Linked DNA regions of Mus musculus: regions 2, 3 and 4 are each linked to region 1. A link is a contact called in public HiChIP or PLAC-seq and promoter capture Hi-C data. All regions are on one chromosome and are shown on one strand. The core of a region is the stretch at or near the end of the contact, and the rest is flanking DNA. Distances in the headings are between cores, read along the strand shown. Region 1 has its middle 36 kb from the start of Gm33404. Region 2 holds the start of Tmco1 (transmembrane and coiled-coil domains 1). Region 3 holds the start of Uck2 (uridine-cytidine kinase 2). Region 4 has its middle 59 kb from the start of Gm46170.

What was found. Promoter capture Hi-C pulls out the DNA fragments that hold promoters and counts their contacts. HiChIP or PLAC-seq counts read pairs in DNA pulled down with a chosen protein or histone mark.
Region 2: a promoter capture Hi-C map of pre-B cells shows a contact between it and region 1, with 4 times the contacts expected there. The contact joins the promoter of Tmco1 here to the enhancer-like site in region 1. A contact is called at or near these places in 5 of 39 promoter capture datasets (the C10 cell line, the HPC-7 cell line, HPC-7-derived erythroid cells and 1 more), 1 of 484 Hi-C or Micro-C datasets (the G1E-ER4 cell line), 4 of 115 datasets of contacts at active chromatin or transcription factors (the 230-238 cell line, bone marrow-derived macrophages and large pre-B cells) and 1 of 9 other capture datasets (macrophages).
Region 3: a contact with region 1 is called in an H3K4me3 HiChIP or PLAC-seq map of bone marrow-derived macrophages, with 6 times the contacts expected there. The contact joins the promoter of Uck2 here to the enhancer-like site in region 1. A contact is called at or near these places in 1 of 39 promoter capture datasets (the C10 cell line), 1 of 484 Hi-C or Micro-C datasets (the G1E-ER4 cell line) and 5 of 115 datasets of contacts at active chromatin or transcription factors (the 230-238 cell line, bone marrow-derived macrophages, large pre-B cells and 1 more).
Region 4: a contact with region 1 is called in an H3K4me3 HiChIP or PLAC-seq map of embryonic basal ganglia, with 4 times the contacts expected there. The contact joins two enhancer-like sites. A contact is called at or near these places in 2 of 15 datasets of contacts at CTCF or cohesin (the NIH/3T3 cell line and large pre-B cells), 1 of 484 Hi-C or Micro-C datasets (cortical neurons) and 2 of 115 datasets of contacts at active chromatin or transcription factors (embryonic basal ganglia and large pre-B cells).

Annotation. Positions count from the first base shown.
Region 1 is chr1:166,817,602-166,821,208 of GRCm38.p6, forward strand. No RefSeq gene overlaps it. Among named protein-coding and RNA genes, the nearest start is that of Gm33404, 36 kb to the right of the region's middle. Within about 2 kb of position 1,995, at least 60 of the 459 cell types and tissues checked have an H3K27ac peak or open chromatin away from gene starts, as enhancers often do. A contact at or near this core is called in the 230-238 cell line, the G1E-ER4 cell line, the HPC-7 cell line and 4 more, where this site is marked.
Region 2 is chr1:167,306,903-167,310,509 of GRCm38.p6, forward strand. It overlaps Tmco1 (transmembrane and coiled-coil domains 1), which reads left to right and starts at 1,768. Exons shown (of 7, transcript NM_001039483.1): 1 at 1,768-2,031; 2 at 2,404-2,481. The coding sequence starts at 1,962.
Region 3 is chr1:167,283,436-167,287,042 of GRCm38.p6, forward strand. Uck2 (uridine-cytidine kinase 2) reads right to left here and starts at 1,692. Exons shown (of 7, transcript NM_030724.3): 1 at 1,341-1,692. The coding sequence starts at 1,439.
Region 4 is chr1:167,205,909-167,209,515 of GRCm38.p6, forward strand. No RefSeq gene overlaps it. Among named protein-coding and RNA genes, the nearest start is that of Gm46170, 59 kb to the right of the region's middle. Within about 2 kb of position 1,668, at least 5 of the 459 cell types and tissues checked have an H3K27ac peak or open chromatin away from gene starts, as enhancers often do.

The sequences.
Region 1 (3,607 bases), core at 745-3,244:
TGATGTGGTTGTCTTCTGAGAGGCTCTGCCAGAGCCTGACAAATAGAGGAGGAAGCTCGCAGCCAACCATTGGACTGAGCTCAGGGGTCCCCAATGGAGGAGTTGGAGAAGGGACTTTAGAAGCTGAGGTGGATTGCAGCCCTATGGAGAGAGCAACAGTATGAACATGCTGGACCCCCTGGAGCTCCTAGGGACTAGACCACCAACCAAAGAATACACATGGAGGGACCCATGGGGTTGGTCACATATGTGGCAGAAGATGGCCTTGTTGGACATCAGTGGGAGGAGAGACTCTTGGGCCTAAGGGTGTTAGATGCCAGGGCAAGAGGATGGGAGTGGGTGGGTGGAAGAGCACCCGTATGGGAGATGGGATGGGGGTTTCCGAAGGGGAGACCTGGAAAGGGAAAAATATATGAAATGTCAATAAACAAAATATCCAAGAAAAAAATGACAAAACTGACATTTGAGAAGCATATCTTTCATCACCACCTAATAGACTCCCCCTTTCCTCACAGGGCACCTGTCTTGCGTAATTCTGCAGTGTTTCTTTACACAGATAGCAGCAACTACGAACACATTCAACACTTCCCTCTGCTATTCAGATGGATTACACAGTATTCAATCTTGCCACCTATTTTCATTTGTTTGCTTATTTGATTTTTGTTTCTGAGATATTTGCCCAGGCTGGCTTTGCCCAAACTAGCTGACACTCTGACCTTGATCCTCCTGCTTCCCTGCTCCTAGTGTGGGACTAGAGGCATGCACTACCATACCTGGCAGATGTGTGTGTGTGTGTGTGTGTGTGTGTGTGTGTGTGTGTATGTGTGTGTGTGTGTGTGTGTGTGTGTGTGTGTGTGGTGTGTCCTCCTGTGTGTGTCTCTATGTGTGTGTATACCTGTTCATATGATTACATGTATGTGCATGTGTATGGTATGCATGTGTGCTTGTGTGTACCTGTGCATGTGAAGGCTAGAGGAGGACCTTAGTCCATTCCACAGGAAGCTTTGTTCACTTTGTTTCTTTCTTTGTTTGAAGGGTCTCTTACTGACCTAGAACTCTTCCAGAGTGGCTAGGCTGGCTGCTAAGCCAACCTCAGGGATCTTCCTGTCTCTGCTTCTCCATGCTTGGGTAATACGCATGCGCCCCATGCCTGGCTTTTTCACATGGATTCTGGAGATTGGACTCAGGTCTTTAGGCTTTTGCTGTAAGCTTTCTTCACCCACTGAGCTCAGTAACGGCTGCCTCACTGCCTCGATGCCTCCCTGCCACTTCCTGTGTGGTGTTGAAACTGATTAGCATTCGAATGTGCAGTTAGACCACAGTTTATCCAGGCTCCCATTGCCAGACACTTGTACTTCTTACTATATATTGGCTAAAATAACTTTTGCACACCTAACATTTTTACATATGTACATTTTAATCTACAGACAAGATTCTAGAGGAAGGTCTGGTGCATATGTAGTTTTCCTCACTATGAGCAGCTCTCCCCTTATAGAATTCCAGTCTGTGATTTGTGGCACTTCTTCCTGTGTCCAGAACCTTGCCAATGGTGTGCTGTTTAATGTGGATTTTGACACACACACACCCTTCACTACTAAATCTACAAAATCATTTCCTTAGCTGGACCTTTTTCTAGCTTTTCTAGTCTGTTTTATGGTCTGTTTGTCCACTCAGATACCCACATCCCACTGTTTTCATTACTGAAGTTGTAGAACGCCATTGCTCTTGAGAAGAGGCTAATTTGCCCTCACTAATGTTTGTCCTCAGAAACGCCCTTGGTCGCTCCAGTTTGTCTAAGTTTCCGTGTGAACTTCAGAACCAGCTTTCTTGGTTTGTGGACAACTGGATTAAATTTACAAACTAAAGAAAGTTGGCGTCTTTGTGACTTTTATTCTTCCTCAGAGCACGGCATATTACTTGCATCTGCTGGGCTCCAGTCTTGTGTGGCTTGCGTCATTTCTGATCTCACACCAACTGCTGTACAAAGGCCAGGAGATGACGGATAGCAAGTTAGAGTGACAAACAGGAAACAGATTTGTCTGTGCAAAAGTCAAGGGGCTTCTGTATTCTGGCCGCACAGGAAGGGTTAAGATTATACCCCGAAGGAAAAAGGAGGAGAAAAACATTGTCTCAGCTTGATGCTTCCTGTTGGCTATTTCAGTCCATTCTCGCTTTACAGATCATAACAAGGCCATGAGAAAGAATGCCCTTGGGATTAATTTACCCAGAACTGCAAACCACGGGTTACCATATGCCTCACACAGGAGCTTCAACAAATGCTAGAGGTTATAGTGTTAATGAATATGAAAGTGAAGAAAATATCATATATATGAAGTCAATTGTCAAATATCTTAGAATTCACAATTCAACCCTCTGTCAGCCGGCTTCTGAAGCCCGGACTGGATACTGTCTGATTCTCTCCTGGGGAAGTTCTCTTAGGTCAGTTCGCTTTGACAATGTTTATCAACCATCTGCTCTAAAAACCTTGAATATTAAACTCCCATTCCTGAAGTTATGCTAGGGAAAGCGTAATAATTTGTAAATTAAAAAAAGACGGTCATGTCACGTGAGCATGAGAGACGTAAAGGAGATGTCAGCTGATGTGACAGATTCCAGGAAGGCGTAGAGTGAGGTGAGTTCCAGGAGCCTTACTCAGTGGAGTAACAGCTGTTGGGCTCAATCCTCTCCTCTGTGTCCCCTCTCTTCCAGTCCCTGGCTCTCTCATCCTTCTCTCCTCTCCATTTCTCTCTGCTTGAAGTTCTCAGGCTGGCTGTTCTGGGAGCCCAGGCTGACATGGTAGCTCCAGGATTACCCACCTCACCTGGGTTCTCTCCAAGGAACTTCTGATGAGTTATGCTTCAGCCTCTCTCAGCAAGGTAGCCAAAGGATGGAGGGGGTGTATGATAAGTAGGATCCCTCACCCAGCCCAATACCTGTCCCCTAATCACATGGCTGAAGTCCAGGAAGAGCAATGGTTCATTTGCTGAGGGCTTAACCTTTGAGTAGTGCTGGGGACAAAGAAGCAGACACGGCAATGGTAGAAGTAAATGGGAACCCAGCCCCTCTCTGGGCTATCATGCAGACACTTAAAAATGCCTCTCAATATTAATATGACATAATAACGTGGGGAGGGGTGGTGAGGTGGTTGTTCTTCTAGAGGACTCAGGATTGGTTCTCAGCACCCACCTGATTGGAACTCCAATTCCAGAAGATCTGCTCTCCTCTTCTAAGCTCTGCGGGCGCCAGGCACTCACATAGTATACAGACACATGTGCAAGAAAAACACTGAAACACATAAAGTAAAATAAAAATTATAAACAAATGACATGGGAAAATGTTATTTCGTGGTAATAGATGAAGAATATACAGTAGCCGACTGTATGAATACAGTTCTGTAAAATCTAGGTGTAAAATCGGAACAGTGAACATACTAAACTTTAAAACCTGCATTAAACGTGAACACTATTCTTAGGGGGATGTGGTAATTGCTGATTTTTCTCTCATCTTCTTCCTCTGCATTATTATTGCTTTTGTTGTGGCATTTGTTTATACCTCCCTCTCTGCTGTCTCTTCTGGAAGTCTTTTTTTTTTTTTTTAGTGTTTATTT
Region 2 (3,607 bases), core at 518-3,017, 490 kb after region 1:
CATCAAGCACGTATAAAATGCTATACAGTACATATTGTCTCAGTCAAGCTTCTTAACAGCTTTACCCAGCTGGTGCCATTAATGGTTACAGAAAACTGAGGCTAAAAGCCTTAATCAGTAGACTCAAGCAGAACTGAAAACCTGGCAGAGCTAAAGGTCAACCCTTTGTCCTATCTCAACATTTACCTTGGGTGATGTAGAAGATTAAATAAAAACATACCCTTGTGTGAACTCCTGCTCAAATCAAGACTCAGCTCAGACTGACCTTTCTGAAGCTATTCTTTTCTTTTCTTTTTTGGTTTTCCAAGACAGGGCTTCTCTGTGGAGCCCTGTTTGTCCTGGAACTCACTTTGTAGACCAGGCTGGCCTCGAACTCAGAAATCCACCTGCCTCTGCCTCCCAAGTGCTGGGATTAAAGGCGTGCACCACCACCGCCTGGCTTCTGAAGCTTTTCTGAATCCTCCGTGAAGAATCGGTCTTGCGCTCTCAACACTTTAGCTATAATTCTATCTTACTATGGCGTACAATTTCCCTGGGGAATTTTGGAACCAAGGAATCTTATCTTGCTCCATCTTACAGGGCCCAGTACTGTTCCTGACATATATTTAATGTCTATTAAAGACGTATATTTATAGTTATATCTTTATTTAATAGACATATATTTAATATCTATTAAAGGAGTCCTGGATAAATATAAGGCAAGAGAAACTAAAAAGGTAATGCTACAGAAGATTTATAAATTGTGTGCAGTGAAATTTGGAAGAACAATGACAGAAAATGGAAGTCAAACTGGGCATGGTGGCACAGTTATGGAAAGCTAGGACAGGGGGGTCTCTTGAGTGCTCCAGGTCAACCAGGGCTCCATAGTGCAACCCTGTCTCAAAAAAACACAAGGACGCACAAAGGAAGACTTCTGAGTTTTCTTGAGGAAAAAGAGCAGATCTGAGAATTGGGAGGAATCGAGTGCTCTTATATCAAGGCCTTCCCGTCATTTTCTCGCCCCGCTTGCACACGGTAATTTACAGTCCATCACGGAGGACATCTGAGTGTATGAGGCTCTCTCAAGACATCCTACTTTTACACACCACACCTTTTTCTATCCCCGTGTCCGTCCCCCCCCAACCCCCCGGCTGTTTTTTTTTTTCTTTCTTTCTTTTTTTTTTCGAGACAGGGTTTCTCTGTATAGCCCTGGCTGTCCTGGAACTCACTCTGTAGACCAGGCTGGCCTCGAACTCAGAAATCGGCCTGCCTCTGCCTCCCAAGTGCTGGGATTAAAGGCGTGCGCCACCACCGCCCAGCCCCCAAAACACTTCTAACTCAAATTCAACGTTTTCACTTCTTCCCCTTCGACTGCGCCACCGTTCCTTCCAATAAAAGCCCGGCCGCAGCAAGCGAGTTGTGCAGCCCTTCTCCTCCAACGGCGTCCCCGGCATCATAAAGGCTGGTTTAACCAGCGCCCGAGGACTCCTCGACTCGGCTCGCCCAGCCCAGGACCGGGGCGAGCCCCCAGACCCTGACGCTCCGCACGCGGTGGCCTAACTTTTCGGCCACGGAGGCGGGGATGCGGGTGAAGTCCAGCCACCGTGTGACAGGGTTCTAGTGTGAGGTAGGCGATCGGGCTCGGAGAGCAGGTAACGCACTGCCGAGGTCGCAACGCCGCCGCCACCACACCGCCATCCTCCGACCGACCTGGCTTTCCAACTCTCGCGAGACCGGGCCTGGCGCGCGCCTTCGGCCCCCGAGACTTGCGCGTTGCCGCTCTCTCCCGACTATGGCGGCCAGACGGCGGGAGTGAAGCCTGTAGTTCCGGGTCGGCGCCCCGGAAGCGGAAGTGTAGACTCGGGGCTGTCAAAGTTGTAGCGCTCCTCGAGGGTCGGTCCCGCCACGTCTCTTCCCGGTCTCTCTGGCTCTGGAGTGCTTTCCCCCCGCGGAGGGTGGGAGCGCGGGGACAGACGGGCGAGATGAGCACCATGTTTGCAGACACGCTGCTCATCGTCTTTATCTCCGTGTGCACCGCGCTGCTCGCCGAGGGTGAGGGCGGCTGTTTCCTTGGACGTTTGATTAATCCCAGGGTGGAAGGGCACTGGGGTCCCTCGCACCCCATGAGCAAAGATCGGGAGCCTCACTCCCTGCGGCCTGCGTGGTCCGTTGCAAGAAATCCCGGGCTCATCCCCCTATAGAAGCAGGAGAGTAGTGTGGAGTCATACGTCCTGATTTTCTTTACGTATTTGTGGATACACTGAAAAAAACAAAACAAAACATGGGTTGATCTGACTTTGAAAAAAGTTACTGATAAGTATAGAGCAAAATGTCGAAATCCTTTTGTCTCCAATACTAACAATTAAAGATGGTTTGTTGTGATTTCCATTTATTTCTCATTAGCATGTTGCTTTTACTGTTTAGGCATAACCTGGGTCCTGGTTTACAGGACAGACAAATACAAGAGATTGAAGGCAGAAGTGGAAAAACAAAGTAAAAAATGTGAGTATGGTAAGACGGTGGACGGTTCAACACGGGAAGTTCAATGGGTGCATGTTCACAGTAACTAAGAGAGGAGTATACCAAGAATACTACAAGCCAGTGTTCCTTGTTAGGGCAACTGAAATCTCAACACTCAGGAGATGGACATGATTGTGAGTTCGCAGCTAGTGTGGGCTACATAGGGAGATTCATGTTACAAACAAAACCATACTCTAACTTGGTAAAGATAGAAATCAAAGACCTTTGTGCAGCATCTTTAATAAAGCTAAAAGGAATCTGGGTGTGGTAGAGCTCCAGATAGGGCAGGCCTGGTCTACATAGTGCATTCCAGGCTGGATCTACTTCCTGTCGAGACCTTGCCTAAAACGGGGGGGGGGGGGGGGGGGGCGGGGAGCTAAAGGGGAAAGGGGTCATGGCAGACACACACACACACACACACAGAGTCTTCATTCTAAAGAAGAGGTCCTGTTCTGTTGTGAGAGACTATGGAAGATCTCATGGTACAGATGGACCCAGTGCCTTGTGGATTAGTTAGAATGTAGATAGAAGATAAAAGAGGGAGAGGAAATTCTAGGGAAAGGAAAAATCACGTAAACATGGAGATTTGAATGTGTGAGCTGTGTTTGGAGAATAAGTCACTGTGACTAGTGTCAGTGGGAGTGGTACCCTTTAAAGTTTAGCCAAGTTTCAGTCGGGTGAGAAAGCTGAAAAATGATTGAAAAAATGATTAACATGGGTAAAATTTGTGACTTTTGAAGGAAAGTTAAAATTTAGCAGGGCACAGCTGATCATATAAATAAGGCCTTAGGTAGCCCAGGCAGGCCTCACATTTCTGATGCCTCACCCTTAGCTCCCCAGTTACTGGGACTTTGAATGGTTCTCTAAAAGCACAATTGGTATCCAGTGTTGGTTGGTTGTTTTGCTTTTATGAGGTGGGTCTCATTTAGCCCTGCTTGGCTTTGAACTCACTAGCTGAAGATGACCTTGAGCTGATTCTCCTACCTTCCAAGAGATGAACTATAGAAATTCAGAACCCTAAACCATACCTAACTTGGCTTCTAAGAGTTTCTACAGCTACCTTTATTCCTATATCCTTCTTATTTCCTTATATCTTTATAAGTTTTGT
Region 3 (3,607 bases), core at 442-2,941, 470 kb after region 1:
GATTCCAAAAAGAGCTGATGAGGGGCCCTAATAGGAATGGCATTCCTAGACGAAGAACATATTGAAGAACATATTTTTTTTTTAAAGTTTAGCTCGTTAACAGGCAAAAGGCGGGGGGGGGGGGGACCCTAAGTTCCGATACCTAAACAGCATTTCAGAATCCTAGCCATGGAAGCTAAACTAGAGGCGAAATTCATCAATACTGGAGTCTGCGGCACACAACGCCGAATCTGGGCTGCTGAGCTAAAGTACTCCAGACCTGGAGGGAAAATACGTAAAAATCAAAATGGAGGAGGGGCCAAGGAGAAATGGGCTGGAAGCTAAAACCTCGTGGCGCGTGGCGCGCGTCTCATGGCGCCATCCAGCCTTCCTGCTCCACGCTGCCCAGCCTTGGGGACTCACCATCCGGCCTCACCAGCGGCCGCACGCGGCGCCCAGCTCCCTCGGGCGCCCCTCATGGAGCCCGAGCGCCCACTGAACTTGGCGGCTGTTAAACGGCAGGCGAACAAGCAGCCACATCCTAAAAGGGAGCGAGGGGGAGTAAAGAAAGAACCATCTGGGAGGGCTCCACCCTTCTCCACCTGCAGTAAAGACCCGAGGTTAAGTCAAGTCGCCCCTCGCTGCCGTGCAGGAGAAAATACAAAGGAAAGAGGTTCCTCGCAAAGTCAGACTCGGTAACCCCTTCCCTGCGATCCAAGGAGCGAGCGACCCGGACACCGAAGAGCATGGAGCCTGTACAACTTTCTCACTGAGACTGATGCGGTTTTCTCTTCTAAGCATAAAAGACAGCAGCCCCTGCTGTCATCCCATCCGTGACTGTGCCCATCGAGCTTCGGCTCTCCCGGAAAGCCCTGCAACCCCCAGGTGGGCTCCCGGCAGCGGGCGCGCCACCTCGCGCATCCCGGCCAGCCTCGCAGCCCACAGGCTTGGGCCGGGGCCAGGGCCAAGCCGGGCGGAGGAGCGTACCGGGGCTCCGAGGGAAGCCCCGAAAGCCGGGTCCTTACACCCGACTTGCAAAACAATAAGCATCCGCTTTCCGCCCCTCCCCCACAAGACCCTGACCACGAGTCACAGCCGCCGCCGGGAACCAGCGAGGGAGCGCACCATCCCTGCGGGGGACTTGTAGGAGGAACCCGCATCCTGGACCCTCGGTCGCCCGGGTCCCCCCGCTGGTCCCCAACGCCGCGCACCGAGCCTGCGCGGGGTCTGGCGGCGCCGGAGCGCGGCGGCCCGGAACGAGGATCCCGCGGGCCACGCGGTGGCAGGCTGCAACTGACACGGCCCGCGGGCGCCGGCCACATGCGCCGCCCGCCGTGCGAGCAGGGCGCGCGGACTCTTACCTTCCCGCTGGCCGTGCCCCCGCTCACGCCGATCAGGAAGGGCTCGCCGCCGTTGGGCTGCTGGTGGTTCTGCAGGGTCTGCTCGCTGTCCCCGGCCATGACTCGCGCCGCCCCTCCTCTCGCAGCCTGTGCGAACCGACGCACGCTCCCCGCCCGCGACCGGGCTCGCTCGGCTCCTCGCAGGAGCAGCTGGTCGCTGCTGAGGTCGAGGCTGGGCCGGCCGCGGCTGGAGCCCGGGCGCGGGGGAGGCCGAGGTGGCTTTCCCGGAGGTGCCGAGAGCTCTCCTGTGCCCGTGGCGGCCCGTGGGGTTTACATCCCAGGCAGAGGTCAGCGTGATGAGGCTGCTCCAATCCGGGCGGGCTGCGCGCTGCTATTCGCCAGGAGTCTGGCCCCAGCCTCCGCCCCGCCCGGGCCCCGCCGCCGCCCGAGGTCTCTGGGAAAGGTGTGAGCGCCACTCCCCTCCCCACCCGCCGGATTAACCCTTTCTGGGACGGAGCGGGGGGTGGGGTGGAGGGGTGAAGAAACCGGCTAGGTCAGCGTCTTAATGCGCCACTCTGCGTCCTATTTCAAAAGAGATCAAAAGCTAGAAGAGACTGCCAGAGCAGAGCAGAGACTGGAGGTTTGAGACGCAAAACTGGAAAAGGCTGGGAATATGAAGATGGAGAATTAATGCCTAGACCCTTCATCCTCACTGAAACTTGTGTTTTCAGAGACTCCCTTCCCACCCTCCGTGTGCCAAAATAGTGTGTCACCCGCTCGGCTTAAGAGAGTTCCTGTCTTGGAAACCCCCAAGTGCCATTTTCCTTAGCAGGTCTGTCCTCATGTGACTCCCTAAAAGAAGGGTGACTCGGGGACGGTTACTCCTCCCTGAAAAACCAGTGCCCTTCCACACCATCCTAGCTCCGCAGTACTGACATTCCCGTGGAGCTAGGGTTAATGAAAATAGAAACATAACAATGCCATTTCCATTCATTGATGACTTTAACTGACCTAGTTTATTAGAGGCAGGCAATTTGTCACTTAGTTAGGAAAACAGTACCAAATGGAGACTAAAAAGGAGTCTTCACCGCGGGAGCCAGATGTCTTCATTCACATCAAGTTCCATAAGCAAGGCCAATGTGCCTCAGTGCTCTATTAAATGAAAATAAAAATGATACACGCTAGGATTTTTGATGGGCTAAAATGAATTATCATAGGTAAAGTTTTTAGAACAATGCCTGAATATCACTGTAGAGTATTGGGGCTTGAAAAGACTCCTAAAGGAACCAGAAAGGGCAGTTTTGCTGGGCACACCTGAAAGGTAGTACTAGAATCTCCGCTTCTCTGAACTCTGAACCTCTTTTTTTTTGGGGGGGGGTTCGAGACAGAGTTTCTTTATATAGCCCTGGCTGTCCTAGAACCAGAAACCTGTAGACCAGGCTAGCCTTGAACTCAGAAATCCACCTGCCTCTGCACACCTTTAATCCCAGCACTTGGGAGGCAGAGGCAGGCAGATTTCTGAGTTCGAGGCCAGCCTGGTCTACAAAGTGAGTTCCAGGACAGCCAGGGCTATACAGAGAAACCCTGTCTCGAAAAATCAAAAACAATAACAACAACAACAACAACAATAACAACAACAACAACAAAAACACTGGCTGCTTGTCCAGAGGTATGTGGGTCCAATTCCCGTCACTCACTTGGCAGCTTCAGGGGATCTGATGCCCACTTCTTGGCCCTGCTTCCACCAGGAACACTGGTGCACAGATATACATGCAGGCAAAACGCCTATATACATAAAACAGGGTTTTGTTTGGGTTTTTTTGTTTGTTTTGTTTTTGTTTCTTTTCCAAGACAGGGTTTCTCTGTATCCTGAAACTCTATAAACCAGGCTGGTCTCAAACTCACAGAGATCCTCCTGCCTCTGCCTCCTGAGAGAGTCCTGGGAGTAAAGGTATGTGCAGCCACCACTGTGCTACAATTTTTAAGTTTAAAAAGAAATAAAAAATTTTAAGTCTAACACACTTTCTTGTTTTTGAAAACATCGTTAAAGAGTAACGAATCAGTCCAACGTGATATAGTGCATCTTCTCTCTTACTGACTTCAAAAAACAAAAAGGAAATAAGAAACTTCCAATTCTTTAGTGGAAAAACACCAAGGATTTAGCTGGGTATTGTTGGCAGATGCCTTTAACCCCAACACTTAGGAAGCCGAGGCAGGCAAATCTCTGAGTTCCAGGACAGTCAAGGCTGCACAGAGAAATCTTGGGACTTGGGGGGAGAAGACAGCAC
Region 4 (3,607 bases), core at 418-2,917, 390 kb after region 1:
CTTAGAAGACTTCAATCCTGTAGCATGCCTCCTCCTTGGCAGATCTGCCTGGCCTGGCTGGCCAGCCTTCCTCTCCCCAGTGCTCTCAAAACAGTGCCCGGTGGTCCGTGTTTATCAGCACTCACCCAGCCTCTGCCCCTTTCTGTCTGGCCCCCACTCCCTGATGTCCATATCTAACCACTGTGAGACCTCTCTAGATCTAGGGCGAGTGAGTACAGACTTGCTCTGATTCTCCCTGCACTGAAACGCTAAGCTCAAAAGACATGTTTGCATGTTTCCTACTGATTATCTGGACGTTGTTGCCTAAGGACACGGTAGAGGTGGAAATTCACCAGGCCCTGAATCAAGTATGGATGTCGAAGATAAGATGTGGAAGTGGCATTTACTTCTCTGAGACCACAACACTAAGAGGTAAATATTATTTGAGCAAGTGCTTGCAATTGAAAAATGTATGGCTAATCAATTCAATTTGAAGTTGTTATCAATCTTTGTGAATTTCATATCATGCATCCCAATCCCACTGGTCCCCTGGCCTTTCATATTCATCCCCCACCCTTACAAAAGATAAAAAATTAGCGGGGCGTGGTGGCGCACACCTTTAATTCCAGCACTCGGGAGGCAGAGGCAGGCAGATTTCTGAGTTCGAGGCCAGCCTGGTCTACAAAGTGAGCTCCAGGACAGCCAGAGCTACACAGAGAAAGCCTGTCTCGAAAAACCAAAAAAAAAAAAGATAAAAAAATTTAATTAAAAAAATGAAAAAAAAAAAAATCCCGGGCTAGCGAGATGGCTCAGAGGGTAAGAGTACTGACTGCTCTTCTGAAGGACCTGAGTTCAATTCCCAGCAACCACATGGTGGCTCACAACCACCCGCAATGAGACCTGAAGCCCTCTCCTGGCATGTCTGAAGACAGCTACAGTGTACTTCTGTATAATAATAAAATAAATCTTTGGGCTGGCGCAAGCAGGGACTAAACGAGCGGGGTCAACCAGAGCGAGCAGAGGTCCTAAAGGCCACATGAAGGCTCACAACCATCTGTACAGCTACAGTGTACTCATATACATAAAATAAATAAATAAATAAATAAATAAATCTTTTTTTTAAAAAAAATCGTACCGTGGAAGCTACAGTGTGTCACTGTGTGTCACACAGTATACCCACTTGGCCCACAGAGCTTCACTTGCAAATGTTCACTGCAATGAGTCATTGGTCCGGTTGGAGGCCTCTGGCTTCCACTACACTATCAATACCGGATTCTCACCAGAATTCCTCTAGGATATCCTGCTGCTGCCCTGTGTCACAAAGTTCCTTTACTTTGGTCCTGCAGTTCACCCTTCCCGAGCTCCAGGAGATCACAGATTGGGTAGATGCTGGGGTGGACCAGCTCAAAGCCCTGGATCTGGGCCTGATAGTAACTGAGTTGGTCAGCCCACCAGTTCTCCCACTCCTGTGCCATCAAGGCTAGTCCTCCAGCACTGTCCCAGAGAGGGGTGAGGCCCACTCTCCTTGAATGCTGCAGTTGGCAAGGGGTGAGGCATCTTCCTTGCCCACACCACTGCATGGCCCTCCGGGGCTGGGGCCAACCCTCCCAGGCTCACACCCTCCGCCTGGTTCACCTCCATTCCCTGCCACCAGGGCCAGCTCTACTATGCTTCCTGTCATGGTTAAGGGCCCACTCTCCCCTAAGTGCTGAAGCCAGCAAGGGGTGGAAACAGCTCTCACTCTCATACAGTCCTCGGGGCCACGGTCCTCAGAGGCAGCGTGGGCCAGGACCTCACCATGGTCTCAGGTAGCAGCAAGGGCCACACACATCAGGCTGTTCCTCACTACCCTGGAGTCTCCAGTTCTACCTCTCTTCATTGTTCACACTCCATTCAGCTTCTTTTTCTCTCCCTTCTCTCCATCACCTCATACTAGTGGTTCCCAGGCCTCACCTCACCATGGTGTGGTGACCACAGTGGTGGCTAATGGATTTTAAGGAACTTTCTTGAGTCACATAACTTAGCCAAAGCCTAGCCAAGATGTGATAGTTTGAATATAAACGGCCCCCAGAGACTCATAGGGAGTGGCATTATTGGAGGTGTGGCCTGTTGGAGGAAGTGTGTCACGGCTGGGGGGGGGGGGGGGGCTTTGAGGTTTCAGAAGCTCAAGACAGGCTCAGTGGCTCATTTTCTTCCTGTTGCCTGCTGATCCTGATGTAGAACTCTCAGCTACCTCTTCAGCACCATGTCTGCTTGCACGCTGCCATGCTTCCTGCCATGATGATAATGGACTAAACCTCTGAATATATATAAGCCAGCCCCCAATGAAATCTTTTATCTTTATAAGAGTTGTCGTGATCATGGTATCTCTTCACAGCAATAGAACACTGACTAAGACATCCCCGATTCTAAACTCACATGCCCTGTTGCCTTTCTTGGGAAGAGGGACAATACTGCATCCATCCAGAAGAAGCCAACTGTTAGCCACAATGTGCCTGGCCTCCTGACAACATATGGGCTTGAGGAGCTCGGAGAACTGAGACATCTCCTGAAACCTGTCTCCAACATACACGCCCTCTCACTTCCTTCCTAACACCCTTCAGCGTCCAGCGATCACAGAAAGGCGCAGCCGTTGAGCCAGCTTGGCTTGGGTAGAATGAAAATGGCTCACACGTTCCTTGCAAGCTGGGAAGATCAGCCCAGCCTGCTGAGCTCTGGGGCAGCTGGCCCTCGGTGGCCTTTCCTCCCTCCTGCCTGGGAATAGGGGAAGCCACGGTAGCTAAGCTGGACGACTCAAACATATTCAGCCTCACAACCCGGTCGGTATCTTAAATGTCAGCCCTCCTGGGTCCAGTTTGCATTTTAACCACCGGCTTCACAGCACCACCACCACCACGGAGAGAAGGAGCCATGCTTGAGGGAGAAGCCAGGTCTTTATTCAAACCAGAGGAGGTTTTTGGTCCCCTGAGTGGGTATTTTTTTCTTACATTCATACTTGAGCTTTCCCACCAAGGCTGTTCCTTACTGTTTTTCTATCCCAGTGGCAAGGGCTGCTGCCTTGCAGGGCCCCCTGCCTGTGGCTTTGCTGGCAAGACAGCTTAGCCTCAGCTGGGGCTCCTCATTAGACCAGGACTGCCAACAATGGGCTTCCTAAGTCCTCTTCCAGTCCCTCTACGCAGTCTAGGAGGGAGTCGCTGCTGCCCTTTCTGCTGCCTCCACACGGGCACCACCCTTCAACACTCCAAGAGAGCCTCACAGCATCCCAAGCCTGCAGGGTATCTCTATGTCTCTGATCCTCTCCTGCGTCCCAGGCAGCTGCTGAGCCTTTGATTATCCTATCTGCCACTGACCTATGTGTAGCTCCTAATTCTGGCAACTGTTCTCTGTGTAGCCTTACTTGGGCATCATCTCTAAACTTCAGCTTCTACACCTAAGATACAGGGTTCAAGTGGCTCCTGCCCACCTCAGAGGTATGGAATAAGAGGAGTGGTAGGGGCCCAATGAATGATGCTCCTGTCTTCACTGATGAGTGCAGAACTAATGGAATGTAAAGAAGACAAAAATGGAAAGGCTGGAGAGATGGCTGAGCGGTTAAGAGCAATGACTACTCTTCCAAAGGTCCTGAGTT